3 separate regions of the Mus musculus genome follow, and all the other regions are linked to region 2. The links are chromatin contacts, called in public ChIA-PET and promoter capture Hi-C maps. All regions are on one chromosome and are shown on one strand. Each heading gives the region's core, a stretch centred on a gene start, on an enhancer-like site or on the middle of the called end of the contact. The rest is flanking DNA. Distances are from core to core; before and after follow the strand shown. Region 1 has its middle 34 kb from the start of Gm32968. Region 2 holds the start of Zdhhc7 (zinc finger, DHHC domain containing 7). Region 3 overlaps Usp10 (ubiquitin specific peptidase 10).

Region 1 (4,111 bases), core at 1,523-4,022, 190 kb before region 2:
TCTAATCTACCAGGACCTCCGGGTGCCCCTCCCTTCTTCCTTAAAGGGGCAGAAGGGCAGCATTGGGAGACAGCGCCATTTCTGCCCGCGGTGTGACAGTGATGCACGTCCCACCACCGCCTTGCCATCTGTGAAGTGGGCATAACCCGGATACCACTTGATGGTGGGAACACAAGGAGATGGGAGCCCTCAGCAGGAGCATCCTGCCCCATGGGTGGATGGAGCCATTGTGGGGCCAATGCTAAGCCTGGAGCTTGGGCCTCAGCTGCAATCTACAGTCCCTCCTTGCTGGGTGGAGAATTCTGAGTCACTGTCAGAGGTGGGGGCTGACAGAGGAGATCATGCCCTGTGGCCCTAACACTCATCCCTCACTCTTTAGGCCTCAGTTTCCCCAGTAAGCTCCGCATTATGGTGTGACACACACCCGGGGCCTCCGTTGGATCAGGAAGGGATCATACAGCCCCAGGGTGCTAGGTAGCCAACAGTTCCCTCCTCCTACAAGGAACTCCTGGCATAGGTGGGCTGCGTCTCCCTCCCCACAGTAGCCACCTACTTCTTCCCTCGGAGCCAGTGCCACAGCCTGGAATCCTTCATTCCCAACAGCCAGAGTTCACATTATAAACCCTCCCAACACAGCAAAGACTAGGCCTCCAAATGCCACGGCCGGGGTGCAGAGACTCAGCCCTTCACTGTCACCCTGAGACTGGCTGACGCCTCTTGGCTTGGCCCCAGTGGCTCCTCACTTATATGACATGACCCTCAAGGCCTCTGGGATTTGGTGACCCTCAGACACCTGTTTTCTGTGCTTAGCTGTGTGCTCCAGGCCCAATACGAGCTTATCTTCTGCAGAAATTCAGGACTCTCTATGGATTGTGGTCTTTCAGCTCTGTCCTCATTGCAGAGGAACTTGGCGGTCTAGAACCTGCCATTTACAGGCCCAGTGGGGTTCAGGCCCTGGTTGATCTGACCTTGCTCGCCTCTGACCAACAAGGGTCTGATGGACTGGCCCTGAGCTGGCTTGCCACTGCCTACTTCCTCAGAGGCCTTTACAGACTACCTCACATCAACAAGCCTGCCACACCAGAGGCTGGTGCAGAGACGTGCGCTAATTAGCTGTCATGAGCGAAGCACAGGCCTGTCCCCCCCCTCCCCAGCAATCTCACCCGGTCACCCTCTGCCACCGTGTGTCACCATGCGATAAAAGGAGTTGTGTTCAAAGACGGCTCACTGACAAGAGGCTGGGCAGCCCGTGGAGGCAGAGGACGCCTGTCTGCCACTCGCTCGTCAGGGAGGGCAGACACAGGAGAGCCACAAAGCACAATTAGCCTCTGCCAGTTTTTTCAGAAGGGCAGACTCTGCACTGGGCTCTTCTGAGTGACAGTGGGGGGTAGGGGGCACAGTGGCTCTGGAGTTCCTGTTTCTGCCCCAGCTATGTGACCACGGGCAGGTCTCTCACTTGCTGAGCCTCGAGCCTGTAAAGGGGAGGAGGTGACTGTCACTATGAGGGCATCAGGAATCTCCAGCAAGAGTGACTTCTTAGGTGGATACCCCAGGCTATGCTTACCCTTGGCTGATTCTCCCTGAGGATGCAGGCCAGGCCTCACCTCCTTTTCATTTTGCAGCAGGAGGCCTGATCACAGACACTCCTGAGATAAACAGACACAGAAACCCCATATCTTTCTGCCCATAGCCCTGAGTCCCTATGACCACAGGATGTCAGGACAGATCTTTGCAGTATGCACCGGGTAAGCAGAGCAGAGAACAGGCTAGCATCCAGCGCCCAGGCAGCTCTCTGGAGACCACAAAGGCCCTGTGGGTTAGTTACCTTGTTGCTGTGGAAACCCGCCCCTTCTGGAGAAGCCGGGTGAGTTGATCTGCTTGACTTGAGAAGCAAGGTCTTTAAGGTTACGGCCACATGTGATCAGGCCCATGAGAAGACTGCTTCAGCCCCATGTGCTCCTGGAGGGGCAGAGGGCTGCTGTGGCTCTTCCGCGGGTGGGCCTAGCGTGGGAAGACATTCAGCCTCTGCAGGCACAACCCTGAGAAAGCAGCGTTGCCTAGCCCTTCCTAAAGCCTGGTCCTGTGCTTACAGGGGTTCACCATCTCTAGTCTCCTGTCACCTTCACTGGTGACAGTCACTGTATACGCAATAGGGAGCTGGAGTCACCCCCAGAACCACCTCTGGATCTCCTGTGGGACCCACATAACTTCTAGCAGGACCACACAGCCCTGCATTTTTATACCCTGTCACTGTTCATCCTACGATGACCATGCCAGATGCTTCCACGGTGAGACAGCCCCAGACAAGGCTCCTTCTTTGCTGCAGCACCAAGCCAGTTGCTTGCCCTCTCTGTGCCTCACTGGCTGCTGTTAGATCTGTGTCTCTTCACAGTAGAGACACAGCCTTTAGTTGTGGGACTCTCTAACTCACAGGTGTACCAGACAGTTGGGCAGAACAGAACACACAGTAGAACAAAGCGCAGCTCATAGTAGGGCAGGCTCAGCACACAGTGAGGCTGCTCAGAAGAGTGTCATGAAGTCCCCTAAGATACCCTAGCTACCCAGGTACCCTGTCCCCAGTTGCTGCTGCTCACTGGTCTCCGGCCTGGCCCCCAGGGCCACTCCTTGGCCACCTGCCCCCCCATTCTTGGCCCTGAGCCCTGGCAGCCCCCCAGAGCAAATCAAAAGTCAGCCTGGGCTCCAGAGCCTTAGGATCTCTGACCCTCTGACAGTTCCCCGTCTGCCTGGCAACCCATGGGCCTCCCACAAGAGGCTCTGGCCTGTAGAGATGAAGAGAACCTGCACCCACTGACATTCTCAAAGATCACCATGGCAACAACACAGCAGCCAGCTGGCAGGAGTTGAGGGGGCATGGAACAGCAGGCGTGGGTTCCTCCGGGAGAGGATCAGGCAGCTGGGCACAGGCCACGTGGGGTTGGGACTCAGGCCCATGAGTGTTAATGAAGGGCAGGTGCTTAAAGGGCAGTGTGGGGCCCCCACAGGGCAGTCACCCAAGTAGGGTGACTTTACCTTTGTCCCCCGGGTCAGCCCCCACTCACTCCCTTGTTGAGAAAGAGTTGGCTTAGGATCCCTCCCTACTTGGAAGCCAAGGTGCCTAACCCACTTCTTTACCTATAGGGCCAGCCTTCCTTGGTGAGGGTCACTCTAAGAAATGGAGTACAAACAGGCTCCAGGAATACCCTTTCACGGAGCCTCAGGAGGCTCTACCTCCTGGCATGTGGCCCAGGAAGGCCCAAGAAGTGGCCACGGAAGAGCCCTTCCTTGTTGTCACCTGAGGCCACTCAAGAATCTAGTGCCTAGCTCCAAGGTCATCACAGCAGGGAACTGCTGGCCACAGAAACGACCCTGCTCCTGTCACAGGCATCCCACTGCAGGTCATCCTGCTGGGAGACCGGGGAGCAAACTTAAGGCCCACCTCTGTCTCTCTGCCCTTCCCTAAAGTGGCTGAGGCAGTCCTCGCTCCTGGCCAGGCCTCCCTGCTGCGCCATGTACATTGCGCCCAGCTCCTCAGCCAAGGCCCTCACTCCATCTGTTCTGTAACCAAGCAAAGGAGGCGCAGGAGGAGAGGAGGGCCCACGGTTCCCCGGGCACCCATGGCTACCCTGCCCAGCTGGGGCTGGAGAGGACAGCTCCTGACGCTTTAGGGACAGGACCTGACTCCAGTCTCTTCTTCTGTATTGATGAAGACAGTCTACAAGATGCTTGCCCGGGACGCCATTTTGTTCATCTTTTAAGGCTTACTAACTGTCTTGGTCAGGGTTTCAATTCCTGCATCATGACCAAGAAGCAAGTTGGAGAGGAAAGGGTTTATTCAGCTTACACTTTCCACACTGCTGTTTATCACCAAATAAAGTCAGGACTGGAACTCAAGCAGGTCAGGAAGCAGGAGCTGATGCAGAGGCCATGGAGGGATGTTCTTTACTGGCTTGCTTCTCCTGGCTTGCTCACCTTGCTCTCTTATAGAACCCAGGACCACCAGGCCAGGGATGGTACCACCCACAAGGGGCTCTCCCCCCTTGATCACTAATTGAGAAAATGCCTTACAGCTGGATCTAATGGAGGCATTTCCTCAAGGGAGGCTCCTTTCTCT
Region 2 (4,613 bases), core at 1,377-3,876:
GGAGAGACATGAACAAGTATCTGCCCACTCTAGATAGCACACCAACGAAAGACCAAAGACATCGTTTCGTGTGAGCGGTTGTGGGATACAGCCCAACAGCTGGCAGCAGCCTGAGGAATTCCCTTCCTGCTCCGGGATCTCAACAGAAGGATCGTAGACTTGGCTGTAGGAAGGAATTCAGGATGAACCGAACAGAAGCAAAGCTAGTGACTTTATTAAGTATGGAGACAGTCACAGAGGAGAAGGATAATACAGTCTCATGATGGGTGTGTGGGCTTTTTCCAGGAAGTCGTACTTAGCTGTCTTCACAATGGCCGCACATAGCAACCTACAGCCTGTTAAGTCACATTCTTCAAAAGATGCAGTTTATAAGCTTTCAAGAGTAATCAAAGCTTAACATTTTGTAAAGGAGGATGGCCTTGAACTTCTGATCTTCCCACCTTCACTTTCCAAGCGTTGAAACTACAAGCATGAGTTATCATGACCACTACCAAGGTTATTCAGTACAGGGGATGGAACCCCAGGCTTCATGGTAAGTCTGAGGCTAACCCGGGCTATATGAGATCCTGCCTCAAAATAACTAATTACATAAGTTAATGTTAAGTAAAATACATGAGCTGGTAACTTAAAAAAATTTTTTTAATTTTATGTATATGAGTGTTTTGCACACATGTATGTATGTATGTATGTATGAATGTGCAGCATGCGCCTCCAAGGTCAGAGGAGGGCATCATGTCCCCTGGAACTGTAGCTCAGATAGTTGTGAGCTATTGTGTGAGTATTGGGAACCATACATGGGTCCTCTGCAAAAGCAGCAAGTGCTATTAATTACAGAGCCACCTCTCCAGCCATCTCCAAGTCAAGCTTATATTTTATTCTTGTGTGTGTGTGTATGTGTGTGTGTGTGCATTTGTATGTCTGCCTGGGTACTCCAAGGCCAGAGGTCCTCAAGGGATGGGGGATTTTTCAAGACAGGGTCTCTTGCTGAGTAAGGTGCTTTTATTATTTAGCTAAGCTAGATCCGCACAAACAATCTGACCGTGAGTGTGCACAATTTATTTCCTGTTTTTAACATCCTGTTTGTGTTGTCTTGAGGAAAACACACTGTCTCTGGAGGCAATACTGCCTTTATCAATCTTGCTGGTTTCTTAACTCTCAGCGAGCAAGAAAGGTCAGGGTGAGGGCTTTTTTCTGTTCCCAGGGTCCTTGAAGTCCCTGTCTTTCTATTCTGCCTCAATTCCATTCAGGTCCGCCTCAGTGAACTGCTAAGCTCATCGGGGTTACCTACAAGTGCATGGCTATTTAGAGGTGTATGGGTAACTGAGGCATTGCCAACACTGAGAAGTCCACCCTAGCATGGGAAAACATGCTCATGACACAGCCTGCAAGGCTCCAGAAAGTCTCCTCTAACCAGCAACAGTGTACTCCTTACATGATCCACAAGACCTCCCGGGTCTTATGGGTGTCCTGAGCCCCGCTTTCCATCCTGAGGAAATAGCTACCTAGGGCAGGCCAAACAAGAGGCACCTGAAAGGTTGGTACCATAGTGAGTATATGGATGCACAAGACGTAACCACAAAAGGGGCTACAGAGCCTGCGAGTCTGCTTAGAGGTGGTCCTTCCAGAAAACCTAGGTTTGGTTTCTTAGCACCCATAAGCCAACTCAAAACTGCTTACGCCAGTTCCAGGGTATCTAAATGCCCTCCTCGAGCATGCACGTGGTACACAGATATATATATGCGGGCAGAACACCCACAGACATAAGAATTAAAGAAAGAATTAAATAAGATTAAAAAGATGTAACCATAATTTTTCAAACCCAAAAGATGCTTTTTTTTTTTTCAAGATGGCATTACTATATAGTCTAGAGTGGTCTCGAACTCCGAATCCTCCTGCCTCAGCCTCCTGAGTGCTGGGACTTAGGCGTGCACTTCCATGCCTAAACTTAAAAGCTGTAATTTTGGAGCAGTTAATCTAATGCACCCTTATTTCCAAAAATCTGGCTCGAATAGCAGTTTCTGGGCGCGGGGACAGGAAACCCAGCGAAGATGGCGTGCGTACCCCAATGGGCTAGATCCCGGAGCTGTCATTATAGCCCTTTTTAGTATCACAGCACACCTTGCGTTTGCCAGTTTAACTACCAAACACTTCTCTGCCCTGGACAAATTGTGCTAAGTCTGTCAGGGGACTCAAGAGGCAGGGGACGGGTGAAGGTTATAAAAACACTCGTTTCTACCTCCGCAAAACTCTGGCCGGTCATCAGGAAGGGGTCGCAGCGACGCTCCAGCGACCTGGGCATGGAGGTGTGCAAGCCTGGACCCAGGAGTCCCATCTCCGGTCCAGGGCGCTGCCTCGGGCTCCCAAACGCCCTCTGGCTCAGTTGCTTCCACCCCCGCGCCTCTATCCTTCATCTCCGTAGTTCTCCCTCCTCCACCTGGCACCGACATCCTTAAAAAGAGAATCGGAGTCGCCACAAACTTCATCTATGTATGGTGCGGCGGGAAGCCTTATCGAGTGCTCTCGAACGGCAACGCGGCGTGGCCCTCGCGGCGCCCCGTAGGCACTGATTTCTCTTCCGGGCCACCCTTCCCGGGGGATCTCCGTTTAGTAGTCTTGCCGTAGATGCTGCTGCCTCTCCTCCAAGAACCGCCGAGTTCTTGGAAGCCCGGTCTTGGATGAAATCGCCAGAGCCTCCCCGCGATCCGCCTCCCGGAAGCCCCGGGCGGCGCGACCGGAAGGACGCAGGCGCAGCGTCTTGACCTCGGCCTGGTCCAGTTCCGGGGTCGTTCGGCTCGGCTGTGCCAGTTCGGCGTCGGGCTCCCGCTTCTGCTGGGGCTGCTGCCTCTCGCCCACCGGCCCGGCCGGCCCGAGCAGCGCGGAACCGAGCCGGATCCGGGTCCACCCGGCCCGGCCATGAGCGCTGCCGCATGATGCGTCGCCGCCCGCGCCGTTGCAGCCGCCGGCCACCAGGAGCCTCAGCACTGGGCGACCCCGCCCGGGCCTCGGGTGAGTGCGGGGAGAGCGGCGGCCGCGACCCCGGGCGGCTCCCCGCCGCCTCCGCGCTGCGGTCCCCTCGGGGGCTCTCCAGTCTCCTCTGCGGACCCCGCAGGATCGAGCCCCATTTGCACCTGCAGCCTTTTGCCTGACCTTGGGCGCTCCAGAGCTAACGTCAGGGTGGCTGTCATAAAGTGCTGTCACCGGTCTGCGAGCTGTCAAGTTTTTTTATGGTCATGCTTCGTCGCAGGTCTGTCTTCCCAAGGCCTCTGTTGTCTCTCTTTAGCGGGACTCTTCTGTTCTTTGCCGGTCTCCCTTCTCTTCCCCCCTGCCCCTGGCCATGGTGTTAGGAGGGTAGTTACCCGGAAGGGCATCTGGGATAATCGGGTCAGCTTTCAGGGCAATAAGGTTCAACTCTATTGAGCTGTCATTATTTCTAGAACTAAGTCCCTTCTAGCTATTAAATAGGCACATTTTATTAGCTCGTGAACAGCCAGTTTATTGTGGCAATTAAATTGGAGTAGTCATAGTTGCAGCAGTCTGCACTGTAGCGGCTTTCACTGGTGTGTGTGGCGCTGTCCAAATCCAAGCTACAGTCTGCTTTGCAATCAGTCCCCTTAGTGAGGGAGTACACTTGTGTTTATTTTACTGCCTTGGGAGAGAGGTCATTTATATTTCTTGGTAAATCTGCCCAGCACACCACTCTGATCTTTCCAAAGTTGTTTATAACTTTCACTTAATTCATGCTACATTTAGAAACAACAACAAAAAAAGATACCTTGTGATACTTGCCCCTGCAGAAGTGGTTAAAGAGAAAGGTTCTTGGAGGTATTTTACAAAATGGGCTAATGGGAGTGTTAATTTCATTTTTTGAACGTTGCACAAAATAGACAGGTTGGGGGTGTTGAAACTGTGTTGTGTACTCTGTGGAGTTACTGGTAAGGAGTTACTGGCTTCTGGGCTGAGAGTGGGAAAAAGTGAAGAGATAATTTCACTCAGAATTTGTTCAACAGCACTTGACTCTTGAGTGTCTGGGCGCTTGGTCGGTTGATATACTTAAAAATAAAACTCTAAGCTGGATGTAATGGGTGCACACCTTTAATCCCAGCATTTGGGAGGCAGAGACAGGAGGATTTCTGAGTTCAAGGCCAGCCTGTTCTACAGAGTGAGTTCCAGGACAGTGAGGGCAACACAGAGAAACCATGTCTCAAAACAACAACAACAAACAAACAAATTAGAACTCTGTGGCTTTGCTGCTCATCATGCCTTAAAATCAAGCCCTTTTTAAGAATGGAAGAGAAGGCAGGTATAGCCCCAGCATCCAAGAGGTAGAGGTGAGAGGATTGAAAGTTCGGACCTACCCCAAGCAAAGCAAAACAAGATGGGAAAGGACCCAAGCTAATGGGGTGGTCCTCAGTTCAGAAGTGTATGTGAAGTGAAAGGACAGGCAAGATTGTGTACTCTCATTGAAATTATTACTTTCTCACTTGAGTGTCAGTGATATAAGACAGTATGATTGCTCTTTCTTCACCTGCGGAAAGGAGACGAAGTCAGTCCCTACAAAAGGGACCTCTTGGGTGCATTGGAAGTGGTTTTTCATCACCCCAGAGCTTCCTAGC
Region 3 (4,452 bases), core at 1,545-4,044, 160 kb after region 2:
AAGCCAGGCTACAATGGCTGAGTTGATGGACTCACTGCTGTAGCCTGAGCAGGACTAAGATGGAGGCGGAGCACTCCAGGACGAGGAGGAACCCCCCCCCCCCCACTCAAGCACATTGCAGCAACAAGGGTCAGACTCAGAAGCCAGGCTCTGCCCATCAGCGGTGGATTCACAGGCTGGCAGAGCCAGTGAGACTCCGTCCTTGGGTCTCAATGCTATTAAATGTGGGTAACTGGCACGTGTTAAGTCATTGAGTGTCTCCACCATAAACCTCACCCAGTTCTCACCCCACCAAGTCACAGCTCGAGGCATGCGCCAACAGCCACTTCAGGGTCATCTACAACTTGCTCTGTAGCAGGCTAGGCTTAGCTTCCCAGAGATCCTCTTGCCTTGGCCCCTATGCTCTAGGACGTAGGCATGGTCCCCTCCCCCAGTTCTTGGGAGCAGTTTCCATAGCAACCACAGAGCACCCCAGACCTTTTCAGACAGGCTCGACTTGATGACTGTCAGGAGTCTGTATATGTATGTGGGTTCAAAGGCAGCCCCTGGGCGGATATCTCTCACGATTTTATCCCCGAGAGCTGCAAGAAAAAAACAGAAGATTCTGGTAAGTAAAGAGACCACAGAGAGGTGAAAGCAAATCCACCCAAACTCCCATCACACGGGGAAAACACCTTGGTTTAAATAGACACTTTTTTCAGTAAGACCACACATTCACCACACGCCACCCCCTCGCTCCGTGTCCCCAGTGACAAGGCGCCTATCCCGGCGCGAGCTCTGACTCACCTTGGCGGGGTTTGGGAGGCACTGGCATGTTAGTGAACTCATTCATGAGCCGAACACTAGATGGAGAAAGAGCAAAGCAGAACTCACGTTAGGAGCAGGCCTGGGCACGGTGGCACATTAACCAGCAGCTAGAACAGCACCCAGGAGCTCTTATGTTAAAATCTACACATGTTATGGGACCATTTCCAGATGGCATTTTAAGCTGGTAAACAGTACGGGGTTTCCTACGGAATCTGAAGGGCAGCAAACTCTCCAGTTATATTCCACATCAACTTCCATAGAAAATCCCAACAACATCTCCCTTTAAAGGAGAATTCCAGAGGCTGGAGTTCAGAGACTTGTTGCTCTTACAAGGGACCAGGGTTCAGTTCTCAATACCCACTGCCAGCTCACAAGTAGCTGTAATTCCAGGTTCAGGGGGTCCAAAGTCTTCTGACCGCCACTGCCCACACGTGGCATGTGCCCTTACATGTATGCAGGCAAAGCACGCATTCACATGAACTTAAGAGCAGGGCGGGGGAGATGGTGGAGCACTCGTCTGTAGCAAATCAAGAACTGAGAGCTGGCGTCAGCCCCGGGAGCACCTGCTCGGCCAAACCGCTCGTTCCCATCACCGCAGGGAGAGCCCCCGACCACTGGCACGTGTGCGAGCGCTTTACTTACAAGCTATCTATCATGGGCGTTGATGTGCAAGGCCGCTGCACTTTTGAGTACAGAGGAATGAACTTCATCAGGTGATACATCGGAGGGCAAGCCACCAATGCCTGCAGGGTCTAAATGTCGGTAAGGAAGTGTAAAGGAAATGAAACAGACACAGAGGAACTTTTCTAAAAGGCACGTAAAAAAAAAAAAAAGATAAGCCAAGGACACTCAGCTACGTGGATATGTAAACACAAAGAGGAGTAAACCACATGAGAAGACAGCTGCCTTGTAAAGGCCATGTAAGGATCCTCTCTCTGTCGGCCGGCTGCAGGACACTCAAGAGCCTAGCTAGCTGAACAAAACACTCCCACTAGTTAGAGCAAAGCCTCTAGTTCTACGCGGCCATTCTGTCCTACTGTCTACCACCACTCCAATGAGAATAGAACATGCCCGACTCTACCCTTCATAAGCCAACAGATCAATCCTCGGACAGAGGGCGGAGAGGCTCCAGAGTACCACCGACCATGAGGCAGGCAGAGTGATGGCCCAGTCTCCGTGCTCAGAGCGCAGGCCGGCAGCCCTGGGGACGCTGCGGCAATCAAACACACCCAGACGGGAGAGTGGGCATGGTGGCCAGGCGCAGGGTTGGCAGCCAGGAAGGATACGGCATTAATGTAGCACCAGTTTCCTTTATTGATCAGCCCACGGGGTTGCAATGACACTGGCTTATGTATTAGGGTTACAGTCTCCAATAACTCTGCAAGAGTGAAGAAGCAAATGAAGACATTAACATTGCAGTCAGAATCCATGCACGGCGTTTCTGAAGTGCTGAGAGTCCTTCAGAAGAGCGTGTCCTCCGAAAGCCTTCACTTAGCACCGCTTTGTTACTAAGTTGGGGTGCAGGGGTGGGGGGCAGTTGTCTTGAACATCAACATTTACAGTTATCCTCTCAGTTTACACTAGGACGCTCCATGGCCAGAGACACCGACACAATAGCTAGCAGCAGAGAGCGGAGGTGGAAGACACTGGCATCCCCACCAAGGCTGACAGCATGCTTCACCAGCTGCTAAGTCCTCTGGATACCAGCTTCAAAGGGACTGTGGGGCAGGAGTGTGCCACCGGGCTCCCAGAAAACCCGGCAGACCACAGTGGGCGCTCAATGGCCGAGTATTAAGTGACAGCAGCAGCTCCTGCCAATCATGGAAGTGAGATCAGCCATTGGTCCACTAACTCCTCACTCCATTCAGAAGTGGGTGGGGCTTCTCTCCTGACACCCCGGAAACCACTTTTTTACAGCTTTAAGAAAGCTGTAAGCTGAGGAAGCACAGTGGGTGGCTTGATGTGGCTCCCATAGATCACTTTATCTGAGAAACTAAACCATTACAGGCTCCAGAGAAGCACCAGACACAGCCACTGAGAGCAGCCCCTTAGTGAAAGGTGTGCAGATCTAAGACAGGAAGACGCATGCTGACAGCTCCCACCAGTCCTGGAGCTGTCCAGTAACACTCAACTGCATAGTCATAACTCTGCCAAAAAGGGACTCTGACACCTCCTCTTACAGATGAGAAAACTGAAGTCACAGCACTGAGCCAGATACAACTGTGGGTCTACCTGGTGGGCTCAGCCGTTCCTAGCACTTGCTGCCAGGCCTGATGATCTGAGTTCACAGCCCCTTGTGGTAGAAACACAACCAACTTCCACAGCCTGACCTCACAAGCACACACACTTGTACATACACACAAACATGCTTGCAAGCACAGAAGGAACAAATAAGTCTAAGGAAGAAATGTTTTTAAATATTATGTAAGGCGGGACGCCCTCTTTCCCCCTCCCACTGCCTTCTGCCACCTGTTCTTGGGCTAAACAAGGATCCATAGTACAGCAATGATCACAGTAACCTCCAAACCTGTGTGTTCAAACAAAAACACACCCCAAAGCAACACCACAGGCTCTACAGCAGCCATCAACGGTGTGGCAAGCTTTTACAGAATTAGAAGCTAGGTCTTCCTACCATGGCTGACCTCTGTAAGAACAGCTAATGCATCCCGCGTGCACCCAAGCCTGCAACTAGCCCCGCTCCAGGCCAGCTCAGACAGGTAATGAAGGGCTCACTGTCCCGGACAGCACCACAGACTGTAAAAGAGTCTGGGGAGTATGCTTCACCTACAGATATACCAAGAGAACAGCTAGATGACTGGAGGCGCAGACATCAGAAAATAGGCAGTGGGGGAAAGGTGTCTGTCTATCCGGAGTAACATAAAGGACAGCAGGAAGTATGAACACTGAATGGCGACTTACACATAGGTATCAGCGTGCTGCAGTCCCAATACTCCCACGGTCACGCACAACCTTCAGGTTCAGGGTGCAGACTAATGGTATCAATATGAAGAAGCAAGCCAGAGATCTGGGTAAGAAGGTGGAAGCCAGTGTACACTGCTCAGTGGGATGCCTGGCCCAGGAGTTAGAGCCACATGGGCGGAGAAAATTCTGTTTTCCTAGTGAAGGCAAAGCCTTCTTGCGTCAGTTGAAGGTCGGAAGGGGTGGGGTACCATGATATTCACACCTGCTTTGGCACGGGCACTGACTGGGCCACATTTTTAAAAAATGAGAGACCTATGTGATGACGCTTGCCTGTAATCCCGGCACTTCGGAGGCAACGGTGGGCATCAGGAGTTCATGATCACTACACAGCAAGTTAGTTCCAGGGCTACAGAGAGACTGCAGGCTAAGGCGAGAATCTCCCCAAATTTGTGGGTACCTGACCTGGGTACAGTATGCAGTGAAGTGGCAGAAACAAAAGACACTGCTTTAAAGACAAGATAGGTGAAAGTAAGACCTTGCTCCCTAAAAGCTGACTCTGACACCACGAGATGCCTTTGGCAAGCATGCACACCCACTCACACATACGTGAAAACACACACACCGTAAGACTAGTGGTGTGGGTGTGCTGCATCAGTGTAAAAAAGAACCCAGCACCACATGTGACAGAGCTAATTCCTTTTCAAAAGGGAATTGGGTAAGCGG

What was found. Promoter capture Hi-C pulls out the DNA fragments that hold promoters and counts their contacts. ChIA-PET counts read pairs in DNA pulled down with a chosen protein or histone mark.
Region 1: a contact with region 2 is called in a promoter capture Hi-C map of neural stem cells. The contact joins the enhancer-like site here to the promoter of Zdhhc7 in region 2. A contact is called at or near these places in 2 of 39 promoter capture datasets (liver and neural stem cells), 2 of 484 Hi-C or Micro-C datasets (the N1E-115 cell line and nephron progenitors), 2 of 115 datasets of contacts at active chromatin or transcription factors (both in embryonic stem cells) and 1 of 9 other capture datasets (pancreatic islet).
Region 3: a contact with region 2 is called in an RNA polymerase II ChIA-PET map of effector CD8 T cells, with 27 read pairs. The contact joins the enhancer-like site here to the promoter of Zdhhc7 in region 2. A contact is called at or near these places in 10 of 39 promoter capture datasets (the 3T3-L1 cell line, 3T3-L1-derived adipocytes, the C10 cell line and 7 more), 1 of 15 datasets of contacts at CTCF or cohesin (CD8 T cells), 20 of 484 Hi-C or Micro-C datasets (the C2C12 cell line, CD8 T cells, the CH12 cell line and 16 more), 34 of 115 datasets of contacts at active chromatin or transcription factors (the 230-238 cell line, the HPC-7 cell line, the SCID.adh cell line and 26 more) and 3 of 9 other capture datasets (adipose tissue, liver and pancreatic islet).

Annotation. Positions count from the first base shown.
Region 1 is chr8:120,291,237-120,295,347 of GRCm38.p6, reverse strand. It overlaps a transcript of Gse1 not described here. Among named protein-coding and RNA genes, the nearest start is that of Gm32968, 34 kb to the left of the region's middle. RefSeq lists an enhancer at 555-3,336. Within about 2 kb of position 2,772, at least 75 of the 459 cell types and tissues checked have an H3K27ac peak or open chromatin away from gene starts, as enhancers often do. A contact at or near this core is called in the N1E-115 cell line, neural stem cells and pancreatic islet, where this site is marked.
Region 2 is chr8:120,099,485-120,104,097 of GRCm38.p6, reverse strand. Zdhhc7 (zinc finger, DHHC domain containing 7) reads left to right here and starts at 2,626. Exons shown (of 8, transcript NM_133967.3): 1 at 2,626-3,006.
Region 3 is chr8:119,944,808-119,949,259 of GRCm38.p6, reverse strand. It overlaps Usp10 (ubiquitin specific peptidase 10), which reads right to left. Exons shown (of 14, transcript NM_009462.2): 5 at 2,094-2,185; 6 at 1,450-1,559; 7 at 787-842; 8 at 478-581. Among named protein-coding and RNA genes, the nearest start is that of Usp10, 37 kb to the right of the region's middle. Within about 2 kb of position 2,794, at least 38 of the 459 cell types and tissues checked have an H3K27ac peak or open chromatin away from gene starts, as enhancers often do. A contact at or near this core is called in CD8 T cells, DN3 thymocytes, T-cell acute lymphoblastic leukemia and 2 more, where this site is marked.